Regions from separate parts of the Mus musculus genome. Here all the other regions are linked to region 4. A link is a contact called in public Hi-C and promoter capture Hi-C data. All regions are on one chromosome and are shown on one strand. Each heading gives the region's core, a stretch centred on a gene start, on an enhancer-like site or on the middle of the called end of the contact. The rest is flanking DNA. Distances are from core to core; before and after follow the strand shown. Region 1 holds the start of Zfp687 (zinc finger protein 687). Region 2 holds the start of Psmd4 (proteasome (prosome, macropain) 26S subunit, non-ATPase, 4). Region 3 holds the start of Pi4kb (phosphatidylinositol 4-kinase beta). Region 4 holds the start of Rbm8a (RNA binding motif protein 8a). Region 5 holds the start of Mindy1 (MINDY lysine 48 deubiquitinase 1). Region 6 holds the start of Anxa9 (annexin A9). Region 7 holds the start of Cdc42se1 (CDC42 small effector 1).

Evidence for each region. Promoter capture Hi-C pulls out the DNA fragments that hold promoters and counts their contacts. A called contact is a pair of places that touch in the nucleus more often than the background predicts. Capture Hi-C pulls out chosen DNA fragments and counts their contacts.
Region 1: a contact with region 4 is called in a promoter capture Hi-C map of pre-B cells, with 2.7 times the contacts expected there. The contact joins the promoter of Zfp687 here to the promoter of Rbm8a in region 4. A contact is called at or near these places in 3 of 39 promoter capture datasets (liver and pre-B cells) and 2 of 9 other capture datasets (adipose tissue and liver).
Region 2: a contact with region 4 is called in a promoter capture Hi-C map of pre-B cells, with 5 times the contacts expected there. The contact joins the promoter of Psmd4 here to the promoter of Rbm8a in region 4. A contact is called at or near these places in 2 of 39 promoter capture datasets (liver and pre-B cells) and 1 of 9 other capture datasets (liver).
Region 3: a promoter capture Hi-C map of adipose tissue shows a contact between it and region 4, with 3 times the contacts expected there. The contact joins the promoter of Pi4kb here to the promoter of Rbm8a in region 4. A contact is called at or near these places in 4 of 39 promoter capture datasets (liver, neutrophils and pre-B cells) and 2 of 9 other capture datasets (adipose tissue and liver).
Region 5: a Hi-C map of B cells shows a contact between it and region 4, with 7 read pairs. The contact joins the promoter of Mindy1 here to the promoter of Rbm8a in region 4.
Region 6: a promoter capture Hi-C map of pre-B cells shows a contact between it and region 4, with 2.5 times the contacts expected there. The contact joins the promoter of Anxa9 here to the promoter of Rbm8a in region 4. A contact is called at or near these places in 1 of 39 promoter capture datasets (pre-B cells), 1 of 484 Hi-C or Micro-C datasets (B cells) and 1 of 115 datasets of contacts at active chromatin or transcription factors (bone marrow-derived macrophages).
Region 7: a promoter capture Hi-C map of pre-B cells shows a contact between it and region 4, with 2.7 times the contacts expected there. The contact joins the promoter of Cdc42se1 here to the promoter of Rbm8a in region 4. A contact is called at or near these places in 1 of 39 promoter capture datasets (pre-B cells) and 1 of 9 other capture datasets (liver).

The regions. Positions count from the first base shown.
Region 1 is chr3:95,014,158-95,016,857 of GRCm38.p6, reverse strand. It overlaps Zfp687 (zinc finger protein 687), which reads left to right and starts at 1,401. Exons shown (of 9, transcript NM_001357863.1): 1 at 1,401-1,538. It overlaps 4930481B07Rik (a long non-coding RNA gene), which reads right to left and starts at 1,329. Exons shown (of 2, transcript XR_003954670.1): 1 at 581-1,329; 2 at 1-217.
Region 2 is chr3:95,041,317-95,044,016 of GRCm38.p6, reverse strand. Psmd4 (proteasome (prosome, macropain) 26S subunit, non-ATPase, 4) reads left to right here and starts at 1,403. Exons shown (of 10, transcript NM_008951.2): 1 at 1,403-1,509. The coding sequence starts at 1,484.
Region 3 is chr3:94,973,357-94,976,056 of GRCm38.p6, reverse strand. Pi4kb (phosphatidylinositol 4-kinase beta) reads right to left here and starts at 1,326. Exons shown (of 11, transcript NM_175356.3): 1 at 972-1,326. B230398E01Rik (a long non-coding RNA gene) reads left to right here. Exons shown (of 4, transcript XR_003954666.1): 2 at 1-708.
Region 4 is chr3:96,628,505-96,631,204 of GRCm38.p6, reverse strand. It overlaps Rbm8a (RNA binding motif protein 8a), which reads right to left and starts at 1,277. Exons shown (of 6, transcript NM_001102407.1): 1 at 1,177-1,277; 2 at 844-903; 3 at 651-728; 4 at 203-339. The coding sequence starts at 1,243. It also overlaps the pseudogene 6330549D23Rik.
Region 5 is chr3:95,281,487-95,284,186 of GRCm38.p6, reverse strand. Mindy1 (MINDY lysine 48 deubiquitinase 1) reads right to left here and starts at 1,252. Exons shown (of 10, transcript NM_199475.1): 1 at 562-1,252. Prune1 (prune exopolyphosphatase) reads left to right here and starts at 2,111. Exons shown (of 8, transcript NM_173347.2): 1 at 2,111-2,602. The coding sequence starts at 2,564.
Region 6 is chr3:95,313,923-95,316,622 of GRCm38.p6, reverse strand. Anxa9 (annexin A9) reads left to right here and starts at 1,443. Exons shown (of 14, transcript NM_001379545.1): 1 at 1,443-1,820. Cers2 (ceramide synthase 2) reads right to left here and starts at 1,433. Exons shown (of 11, transcript NM_029789.2): 1 at 1,278-1,433. LOC115489748 reads left to right here and starts at 827. Exons shown (of 2, transcript XM_030252979.1): 1 at 827-866; 2 at 1,059-1,879. The coding sequence starts at 827. The coding sequence ends at 1,861.
Region 7 is chr3:95,227,001-95,229,700 of GRCm38.p6, reverse strand. It overlaps Cdc42se1 (CDC42 small effector 1), which reads right to left and starts at 1,277. Exons shown (of 5, transcript NM_172395.3): 1 at 836-1,277. It overlaps Mllt11 (myeloid/lymphoid or mixed-lineage leukemia; translocated to, 11), which reads left to right and starts at 1,024. Exons shown (of 2, transcript NM_019914.4): 1 at 1,024-1,617.

The DNA of each region.
Region 1 (2,700 bases), core at 152-2,651, 1.6 Mb after region 4:
AGTTACTAGGCAGGCAGGACAACTTAGTGGAAACCCTGTCCCAAAAAGTGATAGGGTATAGAGTAGCTTCAGTGTTACGAGTGCACCTGCCAAGCGTGTGCGACTCCCAACGTCCAATAATCAGTATCGCCAAAACAAAACAAAAACACTCGCCAAGCTGCTATGTCGGTGGGCTGCTTGCTTGGACTGGGTGAAGCACTAGGTTCCACTCCGAACACTGCAAAAAGTGAAAATAAAACAGAAATTTAAAAACCCTTGTCATTTGAAACGGCTGCGGTCGCGGTGGGCGGCGGCGGCGCGGGGCCAGGGTAGAGAGCGCGCCAGGTGGCACACTGGGCCTGCAGATGGATCCAGCAAAAACCTGAGCCAGCGCAGGTGGGTGAGTGTCAAGGCAATTCGTCTCCCTGGCGACTCCGCCCCTTTTCCCACCTCCAAGGGGCGGGGCAGCAAAGCGCGGGAAAGCTCAACGGGAACAGTAATGCCAGCTCCCGTCAGGGGCGGAGAAAAGGGAGCTCTCTTAAATGGGAAATAGATCTGGGCTCCCTCCTTCTCTCGCGTAAGAAGCCTATCAGCATACTACCTTAAGCTCTCCTTGGTTGTGGCCCAGGCCACGCCAGCACTTCCCAACGTCACCTCCCCCACTTCCGGTCGCAGCGTGTCCCAGGTCTCAGGTCTCGGTGGTTCCGGTTTCTTTTACACTCGGAATCCCAAAGTCTGTCCAGCTCTCCCGCAGAGGGAGGGGCCGTGCGTGGTGCGTACGCCCAGAGGCAGGCGGACGCCAGAACCGCATCCATCCGGATTATAAAGCAGTTTAGACTGCGAGGAACCCCAGGCAATGGTCACCCCGATGACGTAATGTTTGGGGGTGGCACCTCATTTTGTGACCCCCAGCACCGCATCCGTTCGAGCGCGGCTTAGCCTGAGGAAACGGCACGAACACTTAAAACACCCAGGTTCCACACGGAGCCGACGAGGTTCCCCTAGACGCGCCGCCATACAGCTAGAGTTCCTAAGTTTGTAGATGTGAGGCACAGTGTCCAGCTTCGAGCGACCAATGGAGAGAGGATGGCTACGCTTCTGAGCTAGCTAGTCACCCCTCGCAACCCAAAGCGAAGACTAAGGCTGGCTTCTTGCTAAGCGACAGCGGCGGCGGCCAATGGCTTTCGGGCTGCTCAGACAGGGCAGGTGGACTCCGGAGCAGCCAATGGGGAGAACCTTCTCCACAGGGCCCAGGCCCTTTGTCCAATAGTGATGAGAAGACTATGAGGGGCCAGTTCCGAGCGGGGTATGGAGGGCCAATCCCATACGGGACTGGGTGGGGCTCACAGTTGAATGACAGGTCCATTAGCCAATGGCGAGTATGAAAGCGGGCAGCCCGGACTAGGAGCACGGAGGGAGCTGAGGGAGAGGGGAGGCCGAAGCGGAGAGAAGCAGGAAGTAGCGGCGGCCGCGGGGAGGGCGGCGGCGGCGGTAGCGGCGGTGGCGGCTGGAACCGGGAGGAGGCCGTAGGGTCTCAGCCCGCACCAGGATCGGAACAAGTAAGCACGCTCGCGGCAAATACCCGCCCCTGGCTCCGCCCCCCGGGGGGGCGGGTAAATACCCCTGCCCCTCCCCCACTTGGTCAACTACCCCCTTCTCCGTGCCGCCGCCCCCTGGGGCGGCTGCTGGCCTGGCCGGGTCGCCGCCTTCTTCTTCGAGGACCACCGGTGGGAACTCCAGTTTGCTGGAAGCACGGCCCCCTAGCCTGGTAACGTGGGAGGGGGTTCCTGGACCCCTAAGTCCTGGCGCTCTTAGACTGAGAGGCAGTCAGAGTGCGGCCGGGGGACTCGAGGCTGCGGGATGTCGCGACCTAAAATGGTGTCCGTGCCGGGCGGTGGGGGCGGGGGAATTGGGCCCAGCAGGAGAGGAGCCTGCATCCCGACCGGGTGCTGGTCAGCGTCCGGACCCAGGCAGGACTCAGGCTAGCGCCTCGATCCTGGCGAGCTCCTTGCAGTCACTCGGGTCTGGGGAGAGCCTCTGGGGGTCAGAGACAGGGCAAGCTGCCCGGCGCGCAGAGATGAAGGGGACCAGGTTCGAGTCTGGACTGACCTGGCTGCAGAGCTTAGAATCACGCAGGGACCGCCCCCTCTTGTGTCTCCACTCCCCTCGCGCCACTCCCCACTGCCGGGGAGTCCTGGCCCCCAATGTGCAGCGCCGCAGATCCTAAGGGCCTGGCCTCACCGAGGCCCTCCCTTGAGTTCTTAGCCGGTGAAAGTGAAAGAAGCACCACTCGCCTCAGTTTACCCTTTAGTTTTTAAATGTACTTCTTGTCCCCTACCCGAAACCCCGGACTTACTTTCCGCGCCAGTCCCTGGCAGATGGCAGGGACTTAAATGCCGCCCGCTGCCCAGCTTGGCCGCAACCTAATCGCCCCTGGCCGTGCTCTGGCCCCTTCCTTTTGCTCTGCGCTGTAGGCCTTGGGCAAAGGGCAATGGAGCCCCCACCCTACCGGTGTCTGTTCACCCTTTTCTTGTTAAGCCCCCTTTGCTTTTGAAGAACAGAGGGGGAAAGTAGGTAGGGAGATGGCAGCTCCACAGGCCTGGCGGCTGAGTGGAGGATCTTCATTGGCCTTAAGCCTCTGTGTTTGGCCCACTGTCTGCTCCAGGTGGCTATCGGATGACCTCCAAGTCACTTGCACGCCAGAGGGAGGTGGTTGGGAGA
Region 2 (2,700 bases), core at 154-2,653, 1.6 Mb after region 4:
TGTGTGTGTGTGTGTGTGTGTGTGTGTGTGTGTGTGTGTGTTTACTTGAATAACCACAGAGGCCGGAAGGAGTCATCAAGTCCCCTGGGGCTGGAATTGTAAGCAGCTGTTAGCCACCCCATATGGATGGTGGGAACAGAATGCTACTCCTCTACTAAAACAGGATGGACTCTTAACTATGAGACATCTTTTAAGCCCTTCTCCCTTTTTATTTTTGAGAATTCTCTCACTAAATTTCCAAGATGACCATGAATTTGTAATCATTCCATTATATAGGTGGGATCGCAGGCAAGTGCCAACAGGTCTTCTTTTCTTTGACCCCCAGAAAAGGTCTTATTGTGTATAACCCTGGCTGCCCTGGAACTCATTATATAGATCAGGCTGGTCTAAAACCCACAGATGCCTGCCTCTGCTTCCCAAGGGTTGGTGTTAAAGGTTAATTAACAAACCAAAATAACTTGCTGGCTATCCTTCGTTCCTTGGGTGATTACATGGTGTTTACTGCGGGCTGGGGAAATGACTCAGTGCTTATGAGAGAGCGCTTACTGCTCTTCCTAGAGGACCAGAGTTCGGTTCCCAGAACTCAAGACAGGCAGCTCACAGCTGCCTGGAACTCCAGTTCCGGATTTGATATTCTCTTCCAGCCTCTGCAGGGCCTGAATACACACACAAACGCTTAAAAATTTTTTTTGGTTTGTTTTTTTTTTTTTAATTGGTCAAAACTTTTCTGGATTCCTTCATCCTGTCAGACTCAATACTGGAGTTAGGAATTGCATAGATTTTTTTTTTTTTTTTTTTTGGTAGGCAGTAGATAGGTAAATCGAATTTGAGGATACAAGTGTTTGTAGCAGTTGCATAAACACAGTGCAATGGGAAACAGGAAGTTAAAATGTGGTTAACGATGCTGACACACTTTTTAAGTGATTATGCTTGGACTGACATATCCACAGTAGTGTATGCACTCATGAGTGTCTGTTATGTGTTCGAGGCAGTGTCACTACGTAGTAGCTATGTTGCCCACGTTGGCCTGGAAATTGCAGTTCAGATCTTAGCATGAGTGTGCCCCTTGTAAACAGCACTGGGAGGTGAAGCAATAGAGTTTATTAGCCTGAGCTCCACAGCGAATTGCTGTCATCCTTTTTCAAACCGTAACAACAAAAACAAATCAAAAACCCAAATATACAAAAGAAAGAGAGCAGAAGAGGGGGTAAATTACAGCTCTCCTGCCTCACACTGGAGTGTTGCTGCCAGGCGAGTGCAGAGAGCTTACAGCTGTTCCGGAAGCTGCTGCGAAGGTAGCCAACTCTATTGGATAACCAACCTTTCCATTTCTGTGGCGCCTACAAGTCCCAGAACACACCGCGGGGCGCGGAGGCGGGGCAGCATGAAGACTGAGTTCTTTGATTGGTGATGAGCACCAGGCCAATCGGAGGTGCTGTTGTTTGTCAGTCCCGGAGCCGGTCCGCAGAGGGAAGGAGGCAAGATGGTGTTGGAGAGCACTATGGTTTGGTGAGGAGCTTCGGACGTGGCTGGGGGGCGCGTCTGGGTTGTTGGTGCGCGTGGCGCCGAAACCCGAGGGCCTGGGCTGGGGACTGGGTCGCCGGGCGAGATGTGGCTTCGGGGCCCGCGGGACTCTGGCAGACGACTCCCTGAGTCATCCCGGCCCAGGAACGCAGGCCCGGGAACTCCTGTTCCCTTCCCTGAATTTCAGGTCTCCCATAAAGCAGAGGCCAACTGCCCCCTCCACTCGCCTCCAAGTTTTTCTTTTCTCTGTACTTTATCGCATGTAAACCTCACAACCGCATTCTTGGAAAATAGTCCTTGTCTCATAATGAGTCGGAAGGACTTTAGGGGATCCGCTGTAGTCACACAGCAAATTAAGAGGCCGTGATAAGCAGGATGAACTAGGTTTTATCAGGTTTATACTTGGGATGAGTACCTATTAAGAGTTAGATTAGAAACTGAGGACAAGAAAATAAATAGAAAGCTGAGAACATATTTTTTTTCAGGGCTACAAGAGGACTTTGTTTTGTGTTTTCTGGGAATTGAATCCAGAGCATTGTGAACGCTGGGAACGTGCTCTACCAATGAGCCTCATCACACACCTGGATTGCATTTATTATTTGTCATCATTATTGTTTTAGATGGAGCTTTGACACTGTAGCTCAGACTGGCTTTGAAGTCGCTATTTGAGAAGATGCACAGGTTGGCCTTGAACTTGGAATGAGTATGTAGGATTAAAAACTTGAGTCACTAGGCCCATGTTTTCATTTGGAGATTGGCTAGCACTGCCACCTAAATGCAGGATGGCTTAAGCTTGGTTTCCTGCACTTGGAGGATGAGACAGGGAGTTTTCATGATCAGGACTACCTAGCAAGGTTCTGTCTCAAAATAAGACTACCAGAATGCCCAGTTAAATTTGAATTTCAAGCAAATCATGAGTGATTTTTTAGTATGAAAGGGAATTTTAAGTCCAACCCAAATATTGCTCTTACAAGTTACTTGTTGGGGCCGGGCAGTAGTGGCACACACCTTTAATCCCAGCACTTGGGCAGCAGAGGCAGGTGGATCTCTTAGGGGTTGAGGCCAGCCTGGTCTATAGAGCAAGTTCTAGGACATGCAGAGAAGCCCTGTCTCAAAAGGTGGTAAAATAAAACAAAAACAACAACAAAATAGTTACTTGTTGAGGGTGGTGAGATG
Region 3 (2,700 bases), core at 77-2,576, 1.7 Mb after region 4:
CTTGAGACAACTGTGGCTCCCCATCCTCTCACATCTTCTTAGTTCAAGCTTTAGCTGATCTGAAATCATATGTGGAGATAAAAGGCATGATAGAGAACACTTAAAGACCACAGGGAAAACAGAGCCGAGGGAGACAAACATCAGCCGAATCCTGGAGAGAATGTCAAAAGTTGGAAATCCCTGGAGAGAATGTCAAAAGTTGGAAATCACTATCTGTAGGGGTGTTCACGGCAGAGCTTTCTCCTACGGGAAGCCCTCCAGAGGGCTGGAGATTGAGAAAGGGGAAAGAGAAGCCAAAGACAGCTTCAGGTATCATCAGGCACCCTAGAGAGGGGTTGAGGACTAAGGTCAAAGTGGATGGTATCTGGGTATGATGACAGTAGTCTGAGATCCTTTAAGGAGAAGGGAATAGGCAATTCTTGGAAGTCAGGAGCTGGGGGAGTGGGTCATGGTGAGGTCATGGAATTGGAAGCAGAAGAGAGGGATACAATCTGTAGCTGAGGGAAATGAGAACTCTGTGCTGAGATTGCACAGACTCGGAAGAGTGGGGCAAAATAGGAAAAGGGATAAAGGCGGAGTCCATGGAAGAGGCTTGTGAGCAGAAACACAAACGGCGAGGAAGGCAAACATGGATGATATTGTAGAAGGGGTCAAATGTGGAAAAGGTTCACGACTTAGGAAGATAGTTACGGAACAGAGGCAACAGAGGTACGAAGTGTGTGTCCTGCTGGTGGGGAGGTGGAATCCACGGGGCAGAGGGAGGGGCTAAACTGAAGAGGAAGCCAGAAAGCAGAGAAGACTACCCCGGGCCCGAGAGGAAAGGGTGAAGGACCTCGGGGTGCAGCTGCCACCAGGGGGGCAGTTTTGTAGTCGAACCCAGGTCGCGGTAGGCTGGGCGGGACAGGGTGGCAGAAGGACCCCCCCACACACACACACAGGCAAAGGCGACTCACGGGGGAGGAGCCGCTTACCTCCGGGGAACCCTCGCGGAGGGGGTGCAGGCGGTCGGGGTCGGACTGCCGACACCGCCGCCTCAGCAGCAGCGGCCGCTCCCGGGTTCCATTGGCCGCCTGCGCTTCCCTGACAGCGGCCGCGGCGGCTGCTCCAGGCCCCGGCTGCGGGGCTGCCCGCGGCGCCGCCTGAAGGGGCCTTCACGCAACTTCAAGTTGGACCGGACCCCACTAGCAGGACACAAAATAACAATTCCTTGGCGGGTTCCGATGTAAGAGTCCCCTGGGCCCGAGCCTTTCTTCCGGGAGATTGCTTTCCTGCTTCCCGGTGTCAGGACACTACTGATGCCATCGTAATCTGAGTCGAGTGAGCTGCCCGACTCACGCCTGTTCAGAAAGGAAAAGGGGGCGGGGAAGAGCTTTTGGAAGCTAGGGAGGGGGGGCAGGGAGGAGGGGCTTACGGGGGAAGGCGGGCCCTGTGTTTGAGGGCGGGCCTAAGAGACAGGCTTTACTAAGGAAGCCGAGAGGGAAGTAGCGTGGGTAAGATCAGTGGAGGGACGTGGAGGTACCGATATTTTATGTACTTCCAAAAGTGTATGAACATGCAAATTATATATAAACTATTCATTTGCGTAAACCACTGAGTTACCGTAACTGCCACCAGTGGCTTTTTTCTCCCTCTCCTATCCTACGGGATTTCTTTCGTAAGTCAGCCGGTAGGACCCATGCAGGAGGGCCAGAAAACAGACAAGAAAGAGAAGGGACGAAAAAAGGAGTACAATCACCTTCATTTCCCTCTTCCTACTCATCTTTAAGGATGATGCCATGAGTTTGCCCCTATAGCTTCAGGAATGGCCCAGTCCAACCGCCTCAATCTTTCACTGTTTCGCACCATCACTCTGGGACAAGGTGCTGCTTCCAAGGTCACCCCAGCTGCCAAAGCCTTAACAGAGGCTGGACAAGCCAGCTTAGGAAAAGTGAGTGAAATGACAAAAGTTTGGCTTATTCCTTTTCCGAAGGCTACAAAATCATGTGAGACAGGCCTCATAGACCCCTCCCCCCCCCCCCACAATCACTGTCCCAACGCTTTTCCTGGGACTTTTCTTAGTATCTTAGGCCCCTTGTAAGGGTAGGTTTGTTTGACAGGGTTTCTCTGTGTAGCCCTGGCTGTCCTGGAACTCACTGTGTAGACCAGGCTGGCCTTGAACTTAGAAATCTGTCGACCTCTGCTTCCCAAGTGCTACGCCTAAAGACGTGTGCCACCACTGCAGGCGGGTAGGTTCTTAATATTCTACGGGTTGAGCCTAGCTCTTGGGTGACATCTTCATTGCACTTATAAGCTGATTTGAGATCTTTGTTTCCTTTTTTTTTCTTTCCCTTTCTTCTCTAGCTTCCTTCCTATCCTCTTTCCCTTTTTAGAGACAGTCTATTTTTCCCAGGCTGCTTGTGATATTCCTTGGCTCAAGCCACTGGCCTGTGGAACATGTGGGAATATATCCACATGCCCCCAAGCTGGACTAACCCTCAACTTCTGTATAATAATATTGACAATATTATTATAGCACTACATTAACAACAGTAGTATCTGATGTAATAACATTTTCTAAGGTTTGGGGGAGGGGATCAAGAAAGTATGGGTTATAGTACTACATGTCTGTTATTGAAACAGACAAATGGTGAGTGAACCATGCCCCTGCTTCCGTATTTAACTGGGAGGCAGATAAAAAGCTAAAGCTGAAGACAAAGGGCT
Region 4 (2,700 bases), core at 28-2,527:
GTTACAAGAAAAATTTCGCAGCTATACACCACATATCCCCATTATATACACAAACATGCTCATTCTGTTTCTGTCTCTTTCATGTGGGTAACAAAATCAATTTCCAATGTCATTTCACTTCCTACCTGTGCTTGATCAACTCACAAAAACAACATAATCAATGTATCTAAGAGTTGTAAGTGAGGGAAGCAAGAAAATCTACCTTCAAGTATCCCGTGCGCCTGTCCAAATTAAGGTGAATATTTTTTATTTCCCCATATTCAGCGAATTTGTCATGGATATCTTCTTCAGTGGCTTCTTCGTGGACTCCAGTGACAAAGAGAATCCAACCTTCAACAGCTGTTGGGTAGGGAAAGTGTTGTATGAACATGTAAGCTAAAAAGCCCAGTATTCAGGAGGCAGAGGCAGGCAGATTTGTGAGTTTGAGGCCAACCTGGTCTACAAAAAGAGTTTCAGGACAGCCAGGGCTTAACAGAGAAACCCTGTATCCAAAACAACAACAACAAAAAAACCCAAAACCAAACAAACTAAAAAAGAAAAATTCTGAAAAGAACCTACAATAAGCAATTTTCTGAGACTGGTTAAACAACTCTTTACTTTGCATTTGAGTGCCAGTGCACACAGACTCCCCATAGGTCCTATTTACTTACAGCGCTGTGGTCCAGGTTCATCGCCGTCCTGCTCCACACTGTCGTAATCCTCCCGCATCCGCGCTCGGGACCCCTCTTCTAAAAGAATTCATACCAGATCACCGAAAACTGTCCTCCAAATGTGTCCCCCTCACACTCCCAAATTCGCGGGCTTCTGCCTCTTAGACCACTCTACCCTATTCCCCACACTCACCGGAGCCAAAGCCGCGGCCCTTCCGTTTCTTTGCTTTTTCTTTTAGTTTGTGGATGCTTTCTAGAGTTCCAGGTGAGAAAATAAGAAGCAACAAAAATAAGAGTCATTTGAAAAAAAAAACAAAAAAAACCTGTCGCGTTTCCTAGACTATCTGGAAGCTTCGACACAGACTCCAGCTTCAGTCCCTTCCCAGTTCCGCCCCTAATTCCTTTCCCAAGGGGGAGGAGTCTATCTTTTCAGACCCAGTTCGTGGGGTGACGTCCCAGGAAAATTTCTACTGCATTCCCCTCTCGCACCTTCCCCTCTTCCCGCAGTCGCCTCCACTCTCCTCACCGTCCCCATCCTCATCCATGGCGAAATCTTCGCCCCCCGCCTCGTGAAGATCCAGCACGTCCGCCATCTTGCTTCTCTCGGCGCTTTCTGAGTCTCTAGAAGCTAAGCACCTCGGGAAGCTGTCGCAGAAGAAAAACGTCACGAGTTAGGCTGACCAATTAAAGGTTGCCTCCAAGTCCCGCCCTCGGCGCGGTGAAAATTCGCCAATGTAGGCGGCCCCACTATGAAGCGCTAGAAACGTCCAGCACTCTGGGACCCCGATGGAGCTCTGCGAGTATGAGGCCGTAGGCTACATGGTTTGTGATTGTGTTTTGTTTTCTTTTCTTTTGAGGCAGGGTCTCTCTATATAGCCCTAGCTGGGCTCGAAGTTACAGATATCCAACTATATTCCCCTTCCACATGCTGCTGGGATTAAAAGCCTGTGCTACCACGCCGGGCTCCAAGGCTACAGAATGAGACCCTTTCTCAAAAACATAAAAAGTAAAATAAAGTGGTTTCGGAAGTTCTACAGCCAAGTTGATCAGGTAGATTGAAGGTCCGGAGCGCAGCCGCGTTGGGGCAAATTTAAAGGGTGAGTGAAGTCAGTGACTTTCTCATAAAACTTTCAACTAGCAAGAAATCCTTTGATACATATCTACATATATGGGTTTATTGAAATGACTTACGGGCTGCAGTCCAGCTAATTGGAGAATAACTAGATGTGTCCAGAAAGTCGAAGAATCTAGTATTTGCTTAGTTCCACAAGGCTGGATGTCTCAGCTGGTCTAGAATCCAGAAAAAGTAGGCTCCAGTGCCGGTGAAGAAACGGACTTATGAGCAAGGCAAAGTGCAAAAGTTTCCTTCATCCATGTTTTTATATAGGCTTCAGCAAAAGGTGTGGCCCAGGTTAAAGGTGTGCCTGCCCGCTTTAATCCCAGCACTTGGGAGGCAGAGGCAGGCAGCTTTCTGAGTTCGAGGTCAGCCTGGTCTACAGAGTGAGTTCCAGGACAGCCAGGGCTACACAGAGAAACCCTGTCTCCAAAAACAAAAACAAAACAAACAAACAAAAGATTAAAGAAAAGCCTGTGTCTTCCTGCCTCTAGATGTAGCTCAGAGGTGTTCTTTCCTACCTAAAGTCTGGACTAGAAGTGGATCTACCCACTCCACCAAACAGAAAATCACAGGTGTGCCCCTCATTTCTGGATTTGTAGTTCATTCCAGAGAGAGTAAGCCTGACAACTGAGAAGAACCATCTCAGGTGTTTTTGTTTTTGTTTTTTTTCTTTTCAATACAGGGTTTCTCTGTGTAGCTCTGGGTGTCCTGGAACTCACTCTGTATTTCGAGGCTGTCCTCGATCTCAGAAATCCGCCTGTCTCTGCCTCCCAAGTGCTGGGATTAAAGGCATGTGCCACCACTTCCCCGCTCAGGTGGTTTTTTTTGTTTGTTTATTTTTTATTTATTTGAGTACACTGTAGCTGTCTTCAGACACATTAGAAGAGGGCATCAGATCCCATTACAGATGGTTGTAAACCACTATGTGGTTGC
Region 5 (2,700 bases), core at 3-2,502, 1.3 Mb after region 4:
AGAGGAAAGCATGAGGGGAGGGGGACCCAAACAAACAGGGGTTATGGCCCTGTCCCTCCTCTTCTTTCCTCAGTCCAAATCTACACCTCCTCTTCCTGGAATTACCTATGGTGACCCACAGGGAGTCAAATCTCTGGTCCTTTCCTAGTCAGCAGCAGATACTATTCACAGAGTGGGAAAAGCATATGAAATAGGTATATCCTTAAAGACTTCACCCACCCTCAGGACTCTTCTCCCTACGTCTTTAACTGGTATTACCCAATCTTTCCAACCAAATGCAATTCTTCATGCCAACATGCTTTGAGATTCCTCTAGAATACAGCAAGCCCTGTAATTCTGGCTCTCTAGGAGAGGGAGAGAGAGGGTTTGGGTTTATAAGGGGGAAATTGAAGACCGCATCTCTTTTACTGCTCCATCTCTTACTGCTCCGGGTGCCTGGGATCCTGTAAGCGACCCAGACTTAAGAGACCACAGATGGGACATCAGGTGTCAACTTCGCCCAGAGAGGGTAGGGAGAGCTGCGAGACGAGGTGAAGATAGTTTGAAAACAAAAGTTTTTACCTCAAAGAGGTAGATGAGGTTCCGGCACTGGGAGAGGACTCAACTCTGGCGGTTCTACGCGGGAGGTGGGGACATCGTTGAGGGGCGCCGACTGCGCCAGCCGCCTCCCAGCTGTCAGCCCCAGAGCTTACACGGCTTGACACGGGTTTACTCTCGCGGCGTCCAGCCTGGGTCGCTGCCACTTCCGGACACACGCCCAATACGGGGGACGCTGGAGCAGGGTCGGGGCCGAGGACAAGCAAGGCACAGCGCAGGCGGTCCCGCCTGGCTTCCCAGAGTCTTCAGGATTCCCGAGTCACCGAGCCTCCGGCGTGCGCTCCAGGCCGTGCCTACAAACTGGCTTTCAAAGGAAGTTTGTGGTTTTTCTTTTTCTTCTCTCTGTCCCTCTTTTCCCCCTGTCCGGACAAAGACAAATTAGCCAAGGACGCGGTCCCTAGAGGAGGAGGAGGAGGAGGGGCCTGCTCAGCTACCGAGGATTTCCATCAGGGCTGTCTGAGCCGGTCAGCAGCCCGGTGAGCCGCAGAAAGGAAGAGAGAAAAACAACAGACCCTTTCTCTTCCCTCCGCCTGCCGCTGGAAGGGACGGAGCGCGTGTGCCTCTCTGGTGAGAACCGGGAAAAGCAAGCGGCCTGGCAGAGCCCGGAGGAGCAGGGCGGGACAGCGGCTGTTGATTAGACCTCCCTGGATGCCCGCCGCAGCCCTCTGCTCTGGAGCCAAGAAAGCAGGGCGGAAGGGCGTTGTGTTTGCATATGTACTCGTTCAATAAGAAAGAAAATTCCCACTCCTGGTTTTCTGGAGCCCCTGAGCTCTTTCCCAAGGCTTCCCTTCTTCCCCGTATGCTTTTTTTGAAAGGCTAGGAATGAAACTGGTTCAGCTGTGTACCTGGTCGGGGGCGAGGAAGACGCTCTTCTGCCTCTTCTCACCTCCCCGAGAAGCAGGACGATCTGGGGATAGATTAAAAAATGAGGGAACATGTTATGATGAAGGGACATTTTCCCCCCAAGTAGTCTGCCCTGGGACACGCAAGTGGCAGTTAAGGGATGTTGGAACCCAGCCTTAGGTTCTGAAGGCTCCTCTAAACTCTATTGATGTGACGGCCAAAGGATAAGGCTTCAAGCAACTCGGAAAGCCGAGAGAACTGTTGCAACAGAGACCCAGGAAGCAAAGTCACGGTTGCAACAGCCCATGAATGAGGAGTATTTGCTCAGGCTGTAGAAGAAAGGCTATGAAGAAGGAGGAAGAGTTGGCACGACAGTAGGTTTTAAGAAAACAAGTCAAACATTATGGTAATGTTTTCCTATCGTGAACAAACACATTGATCACGATTTGTCAGTTTGGTAAAGGGGAGAATTTAAAAAAAAGAAAGAAAAAACACCTAACCAGGGAAGCTATTTTAATAAATAATATGTACAGCAATGTTGTAATTTAAAGTCCTAACCAAACCAGGCCTGTGAATCCAGTATTCAGGAAACTGAGGAGAAAGATTACAAATTCCAGACAGGTTGGGCTAGATAGAAAGAATTTGTATTTTAAAAAAAATTGAGAGATTAATTTACATCAATCTCGAACAGATTTTCGGTGTAATATATGGAAAGGTACTATACTTAGTCCTATCTGCAAGTTCAGATGCCATAAAGGCGAGTTATTGTGACACATACACAATTTGCATGTCATAGCCCTCCGAAAACTGCTCACTTGAGGACAAACACGAGCTGCTGGACTACATTTCCCAGGAGGCACCGCGATATACCATACTCCTCCTTGACGTCCCATGAGTCTTTGGGCTCAGAACCCAGCCTCTGCCGCTGGGGGGCGGGGCAACGCCGGACTCCCGGAGTGCCGGATTACGCACTTCCTCCTGGGGTTCGGAGGCCGAACCCTTTAGTGGCGGGTTCGAGTCCCGCCCCCTGACTCTCGGCTCTAGACCCTAGGTCTAGGGCGGGGTACATTCTGCCGGGTTACCTCTCCTGGCTGAGGGGCAACGGCACACCTCGGGCTTTACCATGGAGGACTACCTGCAGGACTGTCGAGCCGCTTTGCAGGTAACGGGTCCCAGTCCGTGACCGAAAGGAATGCAGCGTGGGGTCTGGGAAGGACGAAGGTGTGGGATCTGGGGAGCCCGGACGGTCGGTGTGGAGGG
Region 6 (2,700 bases), core at 194-2,693, 1.3 Mb after region 4:
GTCAACTGCTTCGGGCTAAAGTATGAGCCCAAAAATACAGGGCAGATTCTGGTAAAGCTAAGGGGTGAGGCTGTGACAACCGTGGCCTCAGGCTTCTCTGGGATGTTTCACAAACTTCCCTGCTCCAACCCCAAACACTATATAAGAATATGCCTTCCAGAGACAGGGAGAGGCCAGTAGGTTGAAGTAGCAGCGGCAAATGGGGTAGTGTTGAAAGGAACTGTACAATGTCAGTCTCCCTGTGGCCAGCGACAGAGAGAAACCTAGTCAGAGGCTCCAGTGAGAATAGAGGCACCAGAACTAGTTCACACACACAGCACACCACACCACACCCCTTAGAAATTAGGCACTATGTGGCCAGAAACAAGACCTAAGGAACGGAATATTTGACCTTAGGGGCCCCATCACAAATGCAAGACAGTCACCTTAGCTCTGGGATGGGAAGTGACCCCCTACCCCAGCTCTCACACAAACAGAAGTAATTTCTGGGGGAGGCCTTCCCTAACTCAGTTCTGGGGAAGACCGGCTCACTCCAGACCTCACAGCGCTTAGAACACCCTGACAGCTGAGGCTGGAAACTCGGATAAGTGAGATCTGGTTTGGATGCCAGGAGTGCAGCTTAGGCACAGGAATTCCCAAGCTCAGGCTAAAAAGAAATGCCACCCACCTGCAGGTAGCCAACTAACTTGAGGGCCTCTGGGCCTGTAATTAGCAAGTTACAACCCAGAGCTGGCCAAACACGCCCCATAACGGTATAGGAATGTGAGCCCTTTGGGGCCGGGACAGACACTAAAGAGTGTACTCCTTCCTGTTTCCCGTTAGGCACATGGACACTCTGACCTCCCTCTTGGGATGGGCACAAGGGGGTCAGAAACAGAGGCGGCAGCGGCGGCGGTAGCAGTAGCAGCAACAGCAGCAACAGCAGGGGCCGCCACCGTTCCTCCTCGGCCTCCACACTCAGGCCCCAGGACGCACGCGGGCCCGCAGGGGCTTCTAGCACCGAAGGTCCGCTACTGCTCCACTCCTAACAAAGGGGCGTCTGTACCATGGATCCTGAGCGAGCGCCCGGCCCCAGTCCCCCTACCTGTTGCCCCGCAGGCCTTCTCTGGTCCGAGGCCCCAGCCGGGCCCGGATCGCCCGCTCCAGCAGCGCTCGGCCCGCCCTCCGGCAGGCCGGCCGCCATGAGCCGGTGGAGGCCCCGCTCCCTCCGAGCTGCACCCTGAGCCCCCGCGCCCGTCACTGCCCCGCCACCCTCGCGGACCCGCGCACAGACTTACTCGGCGTCCGGTGCAGAGCTGCTCCGGCCCGGGCGCCGCTACTCCGTTTCCCACTTCTAGCGCCCGGCCGGTGCGCACTGACTGGGCCGGGTCCTCTCCTCCCCCTTCCGCTGCCCGCGGCTCCCTCCCTCCTTCCTCCTTTGCCCGCCGAGCCCCGGCGAGCCCAGGCCGAGCCCAGTAGCGGAGCTGAGTTGGGTGTGGGCCGCGGCCGGGCGGGGCCCGGTGCCCGGAACCCTGCGCTGCGCCTATGGAGCGGAGGAGCCCCGACGGGGCGGGTGGCACGTGCCCCGCAGGGCGCCTGGGTCTCTGAGTGGCGCGGTTGCGGCCCACCCGGACATTGGTCAGGGACCCCCTGGTGCTTGAGCCCAGAGCAGTTCAGAGCTGGCTGCCTCTGCCCAACCCCGCGGCCCTGGTGTGGTCGGCGACCTCAGCCCATGATTTACCCCCGGGTTGAATGCTACAATCCCATCGTCCGGCTTCACTGGGCATCAGAGGAAGGGTGCACGCGGAGAAAACCCTGCACAGATCCCGATGCTCCCTACGGTGAGATCCACAATGCCCCCTCCCCCAGCCCTGCTGTTTAGAGTCCTAACAGAGCTACTCAAACCTTTTGTAAAATGTACTCCAGGCTACACTATGGTTAGCCGTGATCAGTTTCGTATTAGAACCTGTTTTCCCTTAAATAGTCCCATAAAATCTATGCCTCAAGAAGAGAGCAGCAGGTTGGAGACATGGCTCAGCGGTTAAGAACACCGACTGCTGTTCTAGAGATACTGAGTTAAATTCCTAGCAACCACATGGTCACTCACAACTATCTGGGATCCCATGCACTCTTCTGGTGCGTCTGAAGACAGCCACATTGTACTCATATAAATTAATAAATAAGGGGACGGATGGGGGGGAGAGAGAGAGAGAAAGCGCCCAGCAGCCTTAACTCCCATCTCCCATACTCCCATTATGGACAGAACTTGACTAAGTTGTCAAGTGACCCTTAACCGGGAGAGTTAAGCTTAGCTTCTTCCATGTAAAAAATGCTTTAAAAACTATCCCCTGGGAAGTGGTGGCGCACTCCTTTAATCCCAGCACTTGGGAGGAAAAGGCAGGCGGATTTCTGAGTTCAAGGCCAGCCTGGTCTACAGAGTGAGTTCCAGGACAGCCAGGGCTACACAGAGAAACCCTGTCTCGAAAAACCAAAAAAAATACAAAACAAAACAAAACCAAAACCCTGCCTGGTGCAATTTCACATCTCATGCCCAAGCACAGTCCCAGCATTTGGGAGACTATGTTTTTTTTTAAACCTTCATAAAATAGTTTTGTTTTTTCTTTTTAAATTTATGTGTGTGAGTGTTTTGCCTGAATGTATGCATGTGTTCCACGAATGTCTGGTGGCCAACAAGGTCAGTGGAGGATATCAGATTCCCTG
Region 7 (2,700 bases), core at 28-2,527, 1.4 Mb after region 4:
CCCAGAACTTGAAATGACAAACCCTAAACCACCGTCATCGTCCCGGTGGGCCTTACACACTTCAGAGCTGTAGAGGGGCGAGCAGGAGAGAGGTGGGGAGGAAGGATGTACACAGGTAGTTCCCCGAGCCTGTGGTAGCCCCAAACCGGTTCTCCCGGTCCCGCTGCCTCCGGCCCCAAGGCCTCCCTCTCCAACCCGCTGTCTGACAAGCCTTCACAAGAAGCAAGAAGCAGCTGGAGAGAAAGAGACTTGAGAATCGTGTGGGCAAATTCTGGCTATAAGCCCGGGGATGCAGCTGGTCCCTGTGTGGAGACCCTCCAAACATAGCGGGCTGCTGAGGGACTCCCAAGAGAGGAATGGGCCCCATTTTCAAACAAGTTACAGATATTTGTCCGAGCACCAACCCTGCCCTAACCCCAGGGAAGGGCTGGGGATACTTAAAAGTTAACAGAAGGAGATCCTAATTTCTTCCCCTCCCCCAATATTCTCCGTCAGACTCCAGCTCCGTCCCCCACCCACTGCGACCCAGGATGGGAACTTCGATGAATTGTACTGGCTCTGTCAATGTTCTCCGTGGCTGCTTCACTCTGGCTTAGACCTTCCGGGGCCCAGCACCACTTCGGATTCTCTAGCACAGCAGATCTCTCAGGTTAGAGGGCCGGCGAGGAGCCCCTGTCGCTTCGCACCTTCCACCCGGCCCCACGCTGCAGTCGCCGCTTCCCTGCCTCTCCGTGGCTTGCGCCGCCCGCGCGTGTACTGTGATCGCGACCTCCCCGCTGCCCTGCCCTCCCCTCCCCGCCGCCCGCGCGCAGCCCGGCTCGCCCGGCGCTCTTACCTGCGGCTCCCCGGCGTCCCCACTGCGGGCGGGGGCTCCGCCACTCCGGGTCCCCTGGCTGCTTCTCGGCACGGCGGGGAGTTGAGGGCGGGCCGGCAGAGGTGGGGCTGGCGGAGGGCGGAAACGCCGGCGACGCGATTACGAAACCCAGGGGCTGAGAGCGGAGCGCAGCGCTCCGCCCAGCTTCGGGGCGCACGGCGTGGCCCGCGGGGACAGCGGCAAGCACCGCGCTCGGGGACAACCGCGGCACCCCAACTGTCTGTGCTAGTCTGTCCACCTGCTGCAGGCGCTGAGAGGACGATGCGCTGGGGCCCTTTCTGAGTCTCCCAAAGTCCCCTTTAGTCCTTACAGTGGGAAAGGAGGGCCATTCTGTTGTTTAACCGGAAGACTTTTTAACCCATACATCTAAGTTAGAGGACAATTAACTGCTCAGCCATGCGCTCCAGTCAGCACGAGGGTACTTGGAGAGGTGGGGGTGCGGTGCGAGCCGACGGAGAGGCTCTACGGTGGATAGCGTGTTCCGGAACCTATCCCTCGAATTAGCCGAGTCAGGCAGAGAGGGGGCGGGGAGTGCTTCCGCCCTTGCTAGGAGGGGCTGCATTGCAGGGGAGACCCAGCGGCAGATTCTGTCACAGACGAGGGAGAAGGCGTGAGGAGACAAAGCCGTCACATCCGCGACAGCTTCCTTCAGCAGCCTCCTCCTCTCCAGTCCAGAGCCGACCCCCGAGCCCCTGAGGCATCCCTTCCGTCTTCGGAACACCCTAGTCATTCATTGCTAACAGGTAACCAAGACGAGGGACCGCTTCTTAAGCTTGAAAGACCCCGTGTGAGACCGAGGTGGGGGGCAGTTTAAGAGGAGAGAAGGGGGCGCTATGAACAATGGGTTACTATTCGTTACCAGATTTTTTATCTGTTAAGATCTCCATCCATGCCTTACCATGGACCTAGGCATTCATTTCTAGCACTTTACCTGTAATCATCTCTCGGCATTTAGCTCTTCATTTCATGTATTCATTTTCCTATAATTTTTGCCCTGTGCATCTAATGGCTTCTGTCTAGTGTCTAGTTATCTATATCTTCCTTTTCAAGCTATAATTTCTGCTACCAGTTATTTGGTGAATCTTTATTCCTACTGTAATTATTGTAGCCTCTACTCCCTTGTATTTCTATCCCCCTCGATTTTCTGTCTCTTGTAGGGAGGTTTGGGGAGTAGGGTACTTTTTTTTTTTTTTAAACATGAGATGCTATTGAGAGTGATTGGAACCTTTAACAATCTCCTCCCTATCTCAGATTTTTGCTCCAAAGAGGCTTTAGGTGGGACAGGTGGGAGCCATTGTGGGATTGCCCGATGGCATGCTGCAATCAGTGTAGCTCACAGGAACTACTTATGACAGCAGATTTGTCTTTGCAGCTCCTCCTAGAAAAAGGGGAGGATTGTGGCTAATAGGAAAATCCTAGAGCAACATGAGAAATACCAGGAAGCCTCCATTTTCATCCACCACCATCCCTCCTTAGACTGCATGGTGGCAGCATGACACAGCAAGGCCCTGTGGATTAGGCCTTGAATGCTCTTGGGGGGATCTGGACAAAGGGTATTTGGGTGTGTCCAGGTAGTTTAAAGAAAGTGTATCTTTTAAATGTGTGTATCTACTAATCATTTTATCTCTAAGAATAGACAATGAAAATTTAGAAGTTACTCTGCATAAAATAACTGGGTGGCATTTACTGAGCAAATATGTCAATTTTCACCATCCAGAGCCCTTAGGATAAGCAAAAATAGATAAAATGATGGGTGAAGAGCATTTAGGGAAAGAAAGGGGACGATAGCTGAAGAGCAGCCGGTCTTTTTTATTTTAATGCCACAT